2 separate regions of the Mus musculus genome follow, and region 1 is linked to region 2. Evidence: chromatin contacts called from public HiChIP or PLAC-seq data. All regions are on one chromosome and are shown on one strand. Each heading gives the region's core, a stretch centred on a gene start, on an enhancer-like site or on the middle of the called end of the contact. The rest is flanking DNA. Distances are from core to core; before and after follow the strand shown.

The links. HiChIP or PLAC-seq counts read pairs in DNA pulled down with a chosen protein or histone mark.
Region 1: a contact with region 2 is called in an H3K4me3 HiChIP or PLAC-seq map of embryonic limb bud, with 4 times the contacts expected there. The contact joins the enhancer-like site here to the promoter of Grsf1 in region 2. A contact is called at or near these places in 9 of 39 promoter capture datasets (the 3T3-L1 cell line, 3T3-L1-derived adipocytes, the HPC-7 cell line and 4 more), 5 of 484 Hi-C or Micro-C datasets (cerebellar granule neurons, embryonic fibroblasts, nephron progenitors and 1 more) and 3 of 115 datasets of contacts at active chromatin or transcription factors (astrocytes, embryonic limb bud and forebrain).

What each region holds. Positions count from the first base shown.
Region 1 is chr5:89,219,953-89,225,346 of GRCm38.p6, reverse strand. Slc4a4 (solute carrier family 4 (anion exchanger), member 4) reads right to left here. Exons shown (of 27, transcript NM_001359211.1): 22 at 2,083-2,151. Gm35855 (a long non-coding RNA gene) reads left to right here. Exons shown (of 3, transcript XR_003955749.1): 1 at 1-1,621; 2 at 2,665-2,982; 3 at 3,866-4,021. Among named protein-coding and RNA genes, the nearest start is that of Gm35855, 3.1 kb to the left of the region's middle. Within about 2 kb of position 3,481, at least 39 of the 459 cell types and tissues checked have an H3K27ac peak or open chromatin away from gene starts, as enhancers often do. A contact at or near this core is called in embryonic limb bud and second pharyngeal arch cranial neural crest, where this site is marked.
Region 2 is chr5:88,674,487-88,680,191 of GRCm38.p6, reverse strand. It overlaps Grsf1 (G-rich RNA sequence binding factor 1), which reads left to right and starts at 4,021. Exons shown (of 10, transcript NM_178700.5): 1 at 4,021-4,434. The coding sequence starts at 4,081.

The DNA.
Region 1 (5,394 bases), core at 2,232-4,731, 550 kb before region 2:
GTCATGCTCTAAGGAGATAAAGGACCCATCTAACTTAAAAATGGAACCATGCGGATTATGCCAGTAAGTCCCACTTTCTTTAGGTTATAATTTATTAACACATCCATACCCACTAGTGTATCAGCATTTCTTCCAGAGAAAAGCTCTGTGAGCATTATGGTGAGTTTTAAGACAACGACCACAAGACTCAAGAGTCTGAGAGTGGTTAACACAGTCATGTTTTGGTCAGGAATTGGAAGGATGATGGTGGATATTTGTGCCAGGAGCATCCCAGAGATGTAGTACTTAGGTGACACTATGAGGAGAGTACAATGATGCTCAGTACCTCATCCAGGGGCCTTCAGAGGGAGACGCTGCATAGACAGATGCTGAGCTGACTAATTATAAGAATTAAGGAAAAGTAAGCGACTTTATCATAACCTTCTCTGGAGCCTCTGCCTATATGATAGTTTTTGTTCTCCCTTTAGAATATATTCTTATCTATAAAGATTAGATTTCTTTTTTTTTTTTTTCCTTGCTAAACCAATCTTGTCAAAAGGGTCTAAAAGAGAAAGAATGAAGAGAAAAATAAAAAAAATTGAAAAGGTGTTTGGGACAATAATACTTAAGGAGCAACACAGTTCATTAGCTGTCCCTACAATTATTATGGGGTGATTGGCTCTTTTGTTCTCTTTATAGACAGGTATTCACCTCTAGACATTGATCAGGTCCCTGGGACACCCAACACAAACCTCTGGTTTTTGACTGGATCCTTAAGGGCAAACAAAAATTAATAACTGTTAGTCCTAGGCATCTAATGCTCATATTTTCCCATCTGGGAGAATAAGTATTCATAAACGGCAGGGAAAAATAAAATATTTTACAAAGTTGTACTTCCTAAATTACTTGGATGGCAAACCAAACCAAACCAAACAACAACAACAGCAAACAAAACAAACAAACAAACAAACAAACAAACAAAAAACAAACTGAAAAAACCCTCAGTCACCCACGCAGCCCATGAAGAAGCACTTTGTGTTTCATAACAAATATTCCGGTGTGGAAGAACCCTTCTACTGGACCAAACCCAGGAATAGTAAAGTAGCTTAGCTTTGCTTTTGGGGGGTCTGGCCATTTGCCCAGATCTATCTGACTTTAAAACCAAGTTAATATAAATGTAATAAATGAAAGCAAGGGCTGTTTTGAAGGAGTTCAAATGAATTCTTATGATGATCACAGAACACGCAGTCTTTTCCCATTAAAACATTACTGAGTGCTAAATAAGGCTGCAATTAACAGGGTGCCAGAAAGTGGCGGAACTTCCAGTTTCCTGGTGCCAATTAAATTAAACCTCCATTGAGAGACAAAGTCCCTCACAAAGTTTTTCCTAGTAAATTTTTTTAAAAAGTAGAGCATGGTGGAGGTGGGGCTGGGGGCGGGGGCGGGGGCAGAGGCGGGATGGGGGCAGGGTGGTCATTTTAACTGAAGTTGTGAACATCTGAAAGTGTTGATGAAAGCAGTAACTACTACATGGTAATTTTAATTGCTTATTGCTACAAAACTTTTCATCACTGAGTTTTAAAGGATCGCAAGCTGTCTATAAGGGGTCAGGCAAGTGCGCAAACACCGCCTTAAGAACACAGTGAGTATCTATCTTGAGATGAAATAAGGTGATGTAAGAGAGAGATGAGAAAAGAATTCAAGACAAAAAGGAAGAGCAGGAGTGTGAAAAAGGGCATGGGGAGGAAGAGGTAAAGAGGAGAAGGACTGGGACGAGCAGCAGGAGGAGGAGGGGGGGCAGGGGGAGGGGGAGGAGGAGGAGGTGGTGGTGGTGGTAATGAGAACAGCAGCTCATTTCCTCACCAAATGACATTTAGCAACCCTTTTCAGTAATGGGCATTCAGGATAACATTTGTTGACACCAGCTAGCTTTGTCGATTCCATCAGAAATGAGAAGCAGGTAAAAGGTGGAGGAAGTAGAAAATAAATGTATTTTAAAAGAGTCCCTAGTTAATGATTAGTGCCTTCATCAGAGATCGGTGACTGGACTAGTTCTGCTTTGAGAAACGCACAGGGTTTGCTCGGACTGCTGAGGAAGCTTACCTGCACACCGTTAAGTGAGGCCACCCCCATATACAGGAACACACCATACAGCACAGGCATCGGGATAAACTGGGAAGTAAACCAGTGGAAACCGGTTACAAACAACAGCGAAAAGAATTAGGAAGGGGAATAACTTAAATAAAGGCTACATCTGAAACTAAAGCACAGCATAACAGAGCAACCTCAAATGAGTGCTTTTAACTCGTCAATTGATAAGATTCTAAGCCCAGCAGTAGAAATAAATAAAGATAGAGGGAACATTCAAATAAACTTCATTTTTTTTGTTTCTTCTTTTTAAAGAATGGGCACACATGACCTCAATAATACTTTTTTTTTTTTAAATGGGGAAACTGTTTTGGCTTTCCTTTGCTCTTAAAAGCAATAGACTATGCAACCCAGATGTCTGCGTGGGATAGGAGGTACATGCAGAGGTAGCAAATGGCCTCACTCTGGATCCAAGATCCTTTTGTAACAGGCTGTTGGTTTTGTCCTTACTAATTTTGCCAAATGATCTATCAGTTCGGAGGGTAAATGCCTCTTCCAGTAAAGGAAACATCAACTGACCACCCCTTTGTCTTCTAGGGACTCTAAGAATACAAACTAATGGGAGCACGGTTTGGAAGGAGCAGGACGCATCTGGGAGCAATTAATTACACATACGGATAAGGATAATGCAAGCCTTTCAAAACTCAATTAATATGTTATGCATTATTTAGTAAAACGCCCTTTACACCAACACGAAGGTTTTTTTTTTGTTTGTTTGTTTGTTTGTTTTTTAGCAATGAGAAGTTCTAATCCAACATGTACACTTTACTTTCCCCTGAACCGGTAAAATGCAAGCAAATCACATTTGAGAATCAATATTCTAATTCCGAGAAGTCTTCTGTCTGGATGACAAAGGTATCAGCCTTGGGTTTGAAAAGAAGTTCAAGCAACTGAAGGACAAAACTAAAATACTAAAATAGAAAAGTAATTAGGGCCAGTCAGCAAATCCACATGCAGTAGACCATTTTAACCAGAAGGCGAAATATTCCTTAAAGAGCAGAACTTTAAAACTACGGCATGTATTTAATGAAGCACCATTTGTAGACCCATCTTACTGCAATTGCCTGATGCTGCTGTGCCTCGGACCTTCTGACCACACTAAAGAACTAGTGAATTCTAAAATAGACTGCCTCTGTCTCCAGTTGGTACTGGTGACTCACAGGAATGCTTAAGTTTCAATGGAGAAAATACACATCTATGAACTAACTGTCAAAGGTTTTCTCTAGAAGGGACTAACAATTGCATCGTAATGAACTTTACCCATGAGCTCAGAAAAGACCAAAAACTAAAAGGAACTGAATGCTTGAAGTGGGCAGGAGGGCAGGGCTGTAGTACCCAGCAGTGGCCACAGAGGGGTAGACATATCCCACCCAGGCCACTGGTGCTCAAACACAAGCCCCCATTTCTCTTAGCATGTGAGTGCTGATGTGACTTACAACTCTTTATGTGCATTTTCCAATAATAAATACATAAGACCAGCAAAGGATCAAATTTCCATCTCTGATTCATTTCTAAGGTATCTCTTTCCTCTCAACATGTTGTGATTTCTTTTCCATTTATTGTGTACATTCAAGCATGAGAAAGGGGTGCAGGAAAGAACAGTTGATTCGTGGAGAGCTACCTGGGTTTCCTCAGTGTTTTCTTTTTGATCTGGGTAAAGCATATCTCTGGATTAGAAGTGTCAGAAGAGTCTATCCTTCCCTGAGCTTAACTAATGATTTTTTTTTTTTTTTTGTAGTGTGTTTCTACTACTATAGCAGAGGAACACTGTGCCGGAACACTGTGCCTGGGGCCTTCTTAGATCAATTCTCTGAACTATGTTAACAAATTTCACCTGATCTATGACACAGAATGGCATGGATGGATGTAAGGAAGAAAATAACTGGGTATAGGAAGGGGTGTGTGTGTGTGTATGCACACATATGCATATATATATATATATATATGTATATATATATATGTATATATATATGTCAGTTGGAAGAAAATAGTACATAGAAGAAAATCTGTGAAGTTGACATTTCTGATCAGCTTCAACATAATACAAATGCTTATGATATTCTCATTTTCTTCACAACAATACGTATCAATACAAATCCTAGAATGAAACTCCTAACAAACCTGACAGAGTTGTTGGGGTAGAGGGTATATTTTATAGAACTTAGTTCACAGATCCTGTCAGAAGGTCAATGTGTAAAAATTATACTAGAACTACATATCAAAACAAAGTTGTCAAAGGAAGAAGAAGAAGGCTTGTAAAACGGAGAGCCACCCAGGATGTGGGAGTTCATGCTTGTTCTCTTAGCACTTAGGGGGCTGAGGCAGGAGGACTGCCATGAGTATATGAGTTCAAGGCCATCCTAGGCTAATGTGTGACAATATAAATAAATAATGAATTCTACCAAAAAAAAGTCTCTAAAAAAATGAGATCCCATGTTATAGTGGGATAATGCAGTAATAGCGGGAAATCATTTTTACAAAGCAAGGTGGTAGAAATTAAAAATATCCATTTCAGGGGCACATCCAGATAGCTAAATGGTAAACTGTGCAAACAATTATACCATCAATAATACCCAGGAAGCAAAAATAAAATAAAATAAACACAAAGAAGTATTACATTCAATAAATACTAAAAATGAAAAAGTTAAATGATTGATCCTATAATCATATAGAACAAAGAAAGTGAGGTGAAATCAAAATAAGACTTAATATCTAAATACTATGTCACCAAGTTTTTGAATTTTGGTCAGTGTATTTCTGTATTTTTCACATTGTCTTCTGGTGATTTGTCAATAGTAGTAGAACTCTCCAAGAACGAAGGATGTGAAAAGGATTTTCAATAAAAAGAGAAAACTATACTTGCCCAACACTGGATAGGAACTCAGGAAGGACTGAGATCTCTCCACGGCTTTATGGTCAAAGCAAGAGGGAATGGGTATGCTTATATGTGTGAATGTGCATATTTGTGTGTGTGTGTGTGTGTGTGTGTGTGTGTGTGTGTGTGTGCCTGTGCCTAAAGCTAAGAGTAAGGTCCTGATTAAGATGTGGGTGACAGTAGTTGAACAGACCTGGGTTTGGCTTCTAGCTACCAGCTAGCTGTAGACTGCTGAGACAACTTGTTTATTTCTCATACTCTGAGCATTCTTGTCTAGAAAGCTCCTATGATAAAGACTACATAACATCTTACCAATTAATTGATTAATATGGCAACTAACAAATGATAAATGTAGAGCTTATGCCATCCTTATCATGAAACTGTATGCAGTT
Region 2 (5,705 bases), core at 2,772-5,271:
GGGAAGCTGAAGAGGATGAGAGTAAAAATCCTGTCTCAAAACAACCCCAAACCAGTTCTAGAGCAGCGGTTCTCAATCTTCTTAATGTGGACCGTGACTCTTCACTATAGCTCCTCATGTTAACACAGCTGTATGTTTCACATAGCTAACCATGAAGTTATTTCCCTTGCTACTTCTTGACTGTAATTTGGCTACTGTTATGAATTGTAATGTAACTGTGTTTTCCAATGCTTTTAAGCCATGTCTGGGAAAGGGTCGTTTGACCCCCTGAAAGGGGTCAAGACCCACAGGTCGAGAGGAGGAGGTTTTCCCTCAGATAAAAGGGGAGAGGGTGGCATTGGTGACAAAGGCATTTCTTTGTCTTGTCCTGGAAATAACTGGTAGCCTCAATTCTTAAAGCTCTCCTGCATCCAAACCCAACGTAATAAACTTGCTTTAATCTTGGACGTTGACTGGCACCTCAACCCAAGGTTGCACAGATGGGCACCATTTCTTTACAGCGGTCGACTTCAAGCCTTTTCCTGTTGCCACCCCAGGCTTGTTGCTGGGGGTGGCTCCGGACCTTTAGTTTCTTTCAAATGCAAAGAGAGTTGTGTATTGGGTGGGGTGGGGGTCCTTTGAGATGAACTCAGCTTCATTTACACATCACAGGAAAAGTGTGTTCACTACTCTGGAATGGAAGGGCACAGACAATAAAATGAACTCTTCCTTTATTAGCAACCGGGGCAATTATCCCCTCCTAGCCCCCTCCCCCCACCTTATAATAACGTGTTCTGCAGAGTTGGGGAAGCTGAACTGTTTTCTCCCTATTCTCCCCAACTAGCGTTTCCATCCATTTGTTCTGGCTTTACCTGCAGAGCGGTCAAGGAAACAGGGTGACAAACCTGCCCCGGCTACACTTGAGAGACTGCAGTAGAGCCAGAAGACAGTGCTTGATGAGTGGCTTATAGATAAGATGGGTGCACTCTCTGTTTAACGATTATTTCTGTGCCTGAGCCTGCTTGGCTGTTCGGGATAACTCAGACCTCCTCAACCAAGCCCCTCCCAGTGACACTCATAACTGCATCGCATATAATGCAATCACAACTCCACGTTGTGGCCTGTACTTCCTGGATTGCCTCACCTTTTCTGGGCTTTCATTTTTATTTCTTCATCTCAGCTTTGTTCTGATCTCTGACAGCATACCATGAACAATTATGAAAGAGATTTCCATAGACTGGAGATGAGCCAGGGGTAAAAAGTGTTTGCAGTGAGTGCGCGCCCAGGGCCGGTTACAGTGGAGTTTTAAAACGTATGCATTTTTGTTTGTTTTTTGAGACAGTATTTGCTCAGACTCTGTTGGTCTCCAACTGGTACGTAGTCCAGGCTGGCCTTCAACTCCTGCTTCTGCCTGAGTGCTGGGATTAAAAGCATGTGCTACAATCAATTTTTAAAGTCTGGTGTTCCGAAACTCTATTAGTTTCAATTTACAGAACTTGTTATTTTCTCTGAAATCTAGTGCTAAGCCCATGTCTCTGTAGTTCACCCGGGGAAAGCTCTGAACATATGAGGCACACATGGCACTGCACCTGGCTGGCTGTCGGACAAAGAAATAAATCTCCAGCTTCTTTCCTTTATAATCCTCCCAACTTCCTCTAAGCGAAAAGGCTTTCTATTTGGATCCTTGGTTTTATTACTGATTAAATGCTAAAAGGTAGGCTGGGTGTGGTGGCCCATGCCTTCAATTAGGATGCAGAGGCAGGGGATTTCTTGTGAGTTGGATACTAGTCTGGTCTACACAATGAGTTCCAAAACACCCAGGGGTACAAAACAAAACAAAACCCTTACAAGCAGTATACAAACCTGTCTATGTATTTTAGTAATTTAGGGTTTTAGTATTTTGATTTATACATTTTGAATGGTTGCTGCAACTATTTTTTTTTTTTAAAGCCTGGTGCATCAGTCTGTATCTCTAAACTCAGTGCTGAGGAGGTAGAGGGACTCTGGGGAGTGTCTCTGGACAGGCGGGTCCGTGGAAAGAGTGAGCTCCGGGTTCAGTGATGACTGTCCAAAAACAAGGTAGAGAGTGACGGAGGAAGACATCTGATGTGGACCTCTGGCCTCCACAGCACACACACAAGCAGCAAGGGAATGTAATAGGAGCAGAATCTGCAATAATTCTACAAGTTTGTGTTCTGGGATAATCAGCAACGAAGGGATAGCCCATTTTCTCTCCTGAAAGCAAAGCGTAGGGTCTGTTGAGATGACTGAGTGGGTAAAGCACTTACTGCCAAGCCTGAGATCCACATGGAAGGAGGGACAGAGCACTTGCCACAGCACTGTGGGCCTGGGGACCCACGATAAACACACAGATGCAATACAAAAGAGAAACGTTTAATAGAACCAGGCTGGGAATGTATAGCTCAGTGGAAAACGTCTTACGGAGGGTTCGGGAGGCATCTCTGGTCCCCAGCCTGACAGGAAAAGAAAAACCTCTAGGGCAGAGGTTCTCAACCTGTGGGTTGAGATCTGCTCCTCAGGTGCCAACTAAGACCATGGAAAAAAGACAGATATTTACAATTCACAACAGCAGCAAAATTGCAATTATGAAGTAGCAATGAAAATACTTTTATGGTTGGGGGGGGGGCGCACCACAAGATGAGCTGTTGTAAAGATGTAGCATTCGGAAGGTTGCCAGCCACTGCTTTAGGGTTTGTGTCTCACCGAAGAAAAGAGGAAGAACCTCTTCTACACATCTCGGGTATAAAAGGAACAAGCCGGTCAGGTTTTCTATTCTTTCCTTCTTGGACAGAAATATGTTTTCATTTGTGAAATACCTGGTTTTCTTAAATCTAAAAGGAGTCCAGAGTAAACAAGCCAAAGTTTAAGCCCAACCATCTTAAATGTCTCAAAGGTAACTTATCAGAACGTAACCTTTCAAAAGTCTGTACTGGGGCTGGAGAGATGGCTTATGGGTCTAGAGTGCTGGCTGCTCTTTCAGAGGACCCAGGTTCAACTCCCACCACCTGCATGATGGCTCACTGCTGTCTCTAACTCCAGGGCCAGGGGATCCGATGCCCTTGTCTGGTCTCCGTGGCCACACCCATATATTAATACATTAAACTAATAATAAAAAAGTCCGTATTGTTTTAAGATGAATACCATAGGATGACTGCCATTACATAGTTAACTTAAAAAAAAAAGTTTTAGAGCTGGCACTGGGATAAAGGTGAAACAGTGGAAAATGTAGGCGGTTTCTTTACTTCTGGAAGTTGAACAAGAATTGAATTTCAAAAACTTTGAAATATGTTAAGATTTTCCACGATAGAGAGCCCTATATTGGTCTCCTCACCCCCACGAGGAGGTTGGGGTGATCTAAGCGATTACCCTGCCACGGAACTACACTACCCAGTCACAGAGATGCCTCCTAACCCCACCCCCGCCACAACCAATCAGCCTCTCCTTCATATTTTTACTCTAAGAACTCCCATTTGTCTTTAGTTTTTTATTTTTATTTTTTTACCTTTGACAGGTCCTTGCCACATAGGAGAAAACTGCACAACCACTCATGTATTTATTTGCAAATCTCTACACCTTCACTTGTGACTATATTGTCTAAGGAAGGCTTTATTTTATATAATATATGATAAATATTATATACATATCTCACATATACTATAAAATCAGTGCTTCCGTTCAAAACAAAGTTGGCCTTCTGCACGAATTTTGAGGTTGGGGTATCAACGCCCCCTCAGCGTCGTCCCAAAACGTTTTAGAGCTAGGTAACCCATTCCTTCCGGAAACTTCGCCGGGCCTCGGTGACCCGCAGACCTCAGCTCTAACCTGAGCAGGAGAGCCTGGGACAACTTCCACTCTGGAGGCGCTCAGGTCACCCCACCCACACCCTTACCGGCGGGAAAGCCCCGCCCCGAGGGCGGAGCCTGGGCGGGGCCGCTCGCTCACCTCCGCCTCCGAGCCTCGTCTCAGCCCCGGGTGCGCGCGGCGCATGTGCCCGGTGCCCCCTCCCCCGCCCTGGATTCCACTTCCCCTCCGCTCGCGCCACAGCGGCCACCTCCAGGCCCCGCGCCGCCTCCGGAGCCGATGGCCGGGACGCGCTGGGTGCTAGGCGCGTTGCTCCGGGGCTGCGGCTGCAACTGCAGCAGCTGCCGGCGGACCGGCGCCGCCTGCCTGCCTTTCTACTCCGCCGCCGGCACCTTCCCGTCGGGCGTCTCTGGCCGCCGCCGCCTGCTGCTACTCCTCGGGGCCGCCGCGGCCGCCGCTTCGCAGACGCGGGGCCTGCAGCTCGGGCCTGCGGCCGCCGGGAGGCTGGCGGGTCCCATCCCTGCCCGTCCCTCCGCCGCCGCGGCCGCCGCCGCGTCCTACTCGGCCCTGCGCGCCCCGCTGTTTCCGCGATCGCTGGCAGCCGCCGCGGGCCCGGCGCGGGGTTACAGTCAGGTACGTGGCGCCGCGCGCGGGACCCTCGGCGGCCGCGCGCCCGCGTCGGTCTGTCCGCGAGCGCCCCGCGTGCGCGCCCGGGGATCCGCGGCACGCACCGCACCCCCGCCTCCCTCCCGCTCCGTCCTCCTATTGGGCACGGGAACAAGGGACGCTCTCACGGCCCCGGCTCTTCTTGTTTTGTTCCCTCCGAGTCTGGGCGGTTGGGCAGTGTAAGTGTGGCTGGGGTGAATGTAGAGGCCTTGTTTCCCGCCGGGCCCATGGTAGGTTTTGGGGGCGCCGCCGACGCCCCCCACCCCGACTCCCCCCTAGCCTTATGCCCGCTGGAGGTGAAGCTGAGCGGCCAGAGCCCGCGGAGGGTCGGGGCCGGCCGTGCGTGCGGTGGGAGCGGTAGGCCGGGCGGCTCGGGCCTCCTCGGCCGGCCACCGACGCGCAGCCCCGCGCGCACGGGAGCGTGGGCTAGCCTGGGACAGCCCCCGCGCGTCCCTCTCCCTTGTCCGCGGGGAGAGGCGGGCGGTCCACCTGACTGAAGGTCACCTCTGCAAGTCCACTCGCCTTGACAGAAGGACCTTTGGTGCAGCGGGGCTCTGCGGACGCGGAGAGCTGTGGGGAGACCGTGGGAAACTGGGAGAGAACGTGTGTGTGTGGGGCGGGGGCGTCCGTGGGTGAGGACTTGGGGGCTTCGGTTGTCACTCCACGATCTTTTCCCTTGTTTCCCGTCTTTTCAGAAAGACATTGTAAGAATTCATATTGCAAATATTTGGTCCTCTGTATATGTGGGACATTTCTCTTTTGCGGTTTATGTGGCATCTGGGAAGTGTCTACCTAACCTGGTAACGCCACTGGCCATGTTTATCTTAATTTAGTTTTGCGTCTGCTTGAATTAGTGATATCTGGGTGGTTCATCTGCATGGCTGATGTCTGCCAGTAGCTGAGCTAATTGATTTGAATCCCGGCCCAATACTTTCTGCTGCACTATTTATTTATTTATTTACTTATTTATTTTGTAAAGATGTTTATGGAATTCTGGGGAAACAGAAAGTAGCAGTTTGAGCCCCCTGCCGCGCCTGTCTCTGCTGTTGCCTTTTCTGTTTTTTTCCCTTATCCACTTTCTCTTACATTAGTCTTTTCAAGGCGTTTACCCATGTCCCAATGCCTTTTTATTAACTTCCTTTGCCTACAAAGTGAAGTATCCCTTCATAGAGCCCAACACAAAATAGCCAGCTGCTGTGCCTTTTGCCTTTGGCTCTTCATTTTACTGTCCAGTTTGG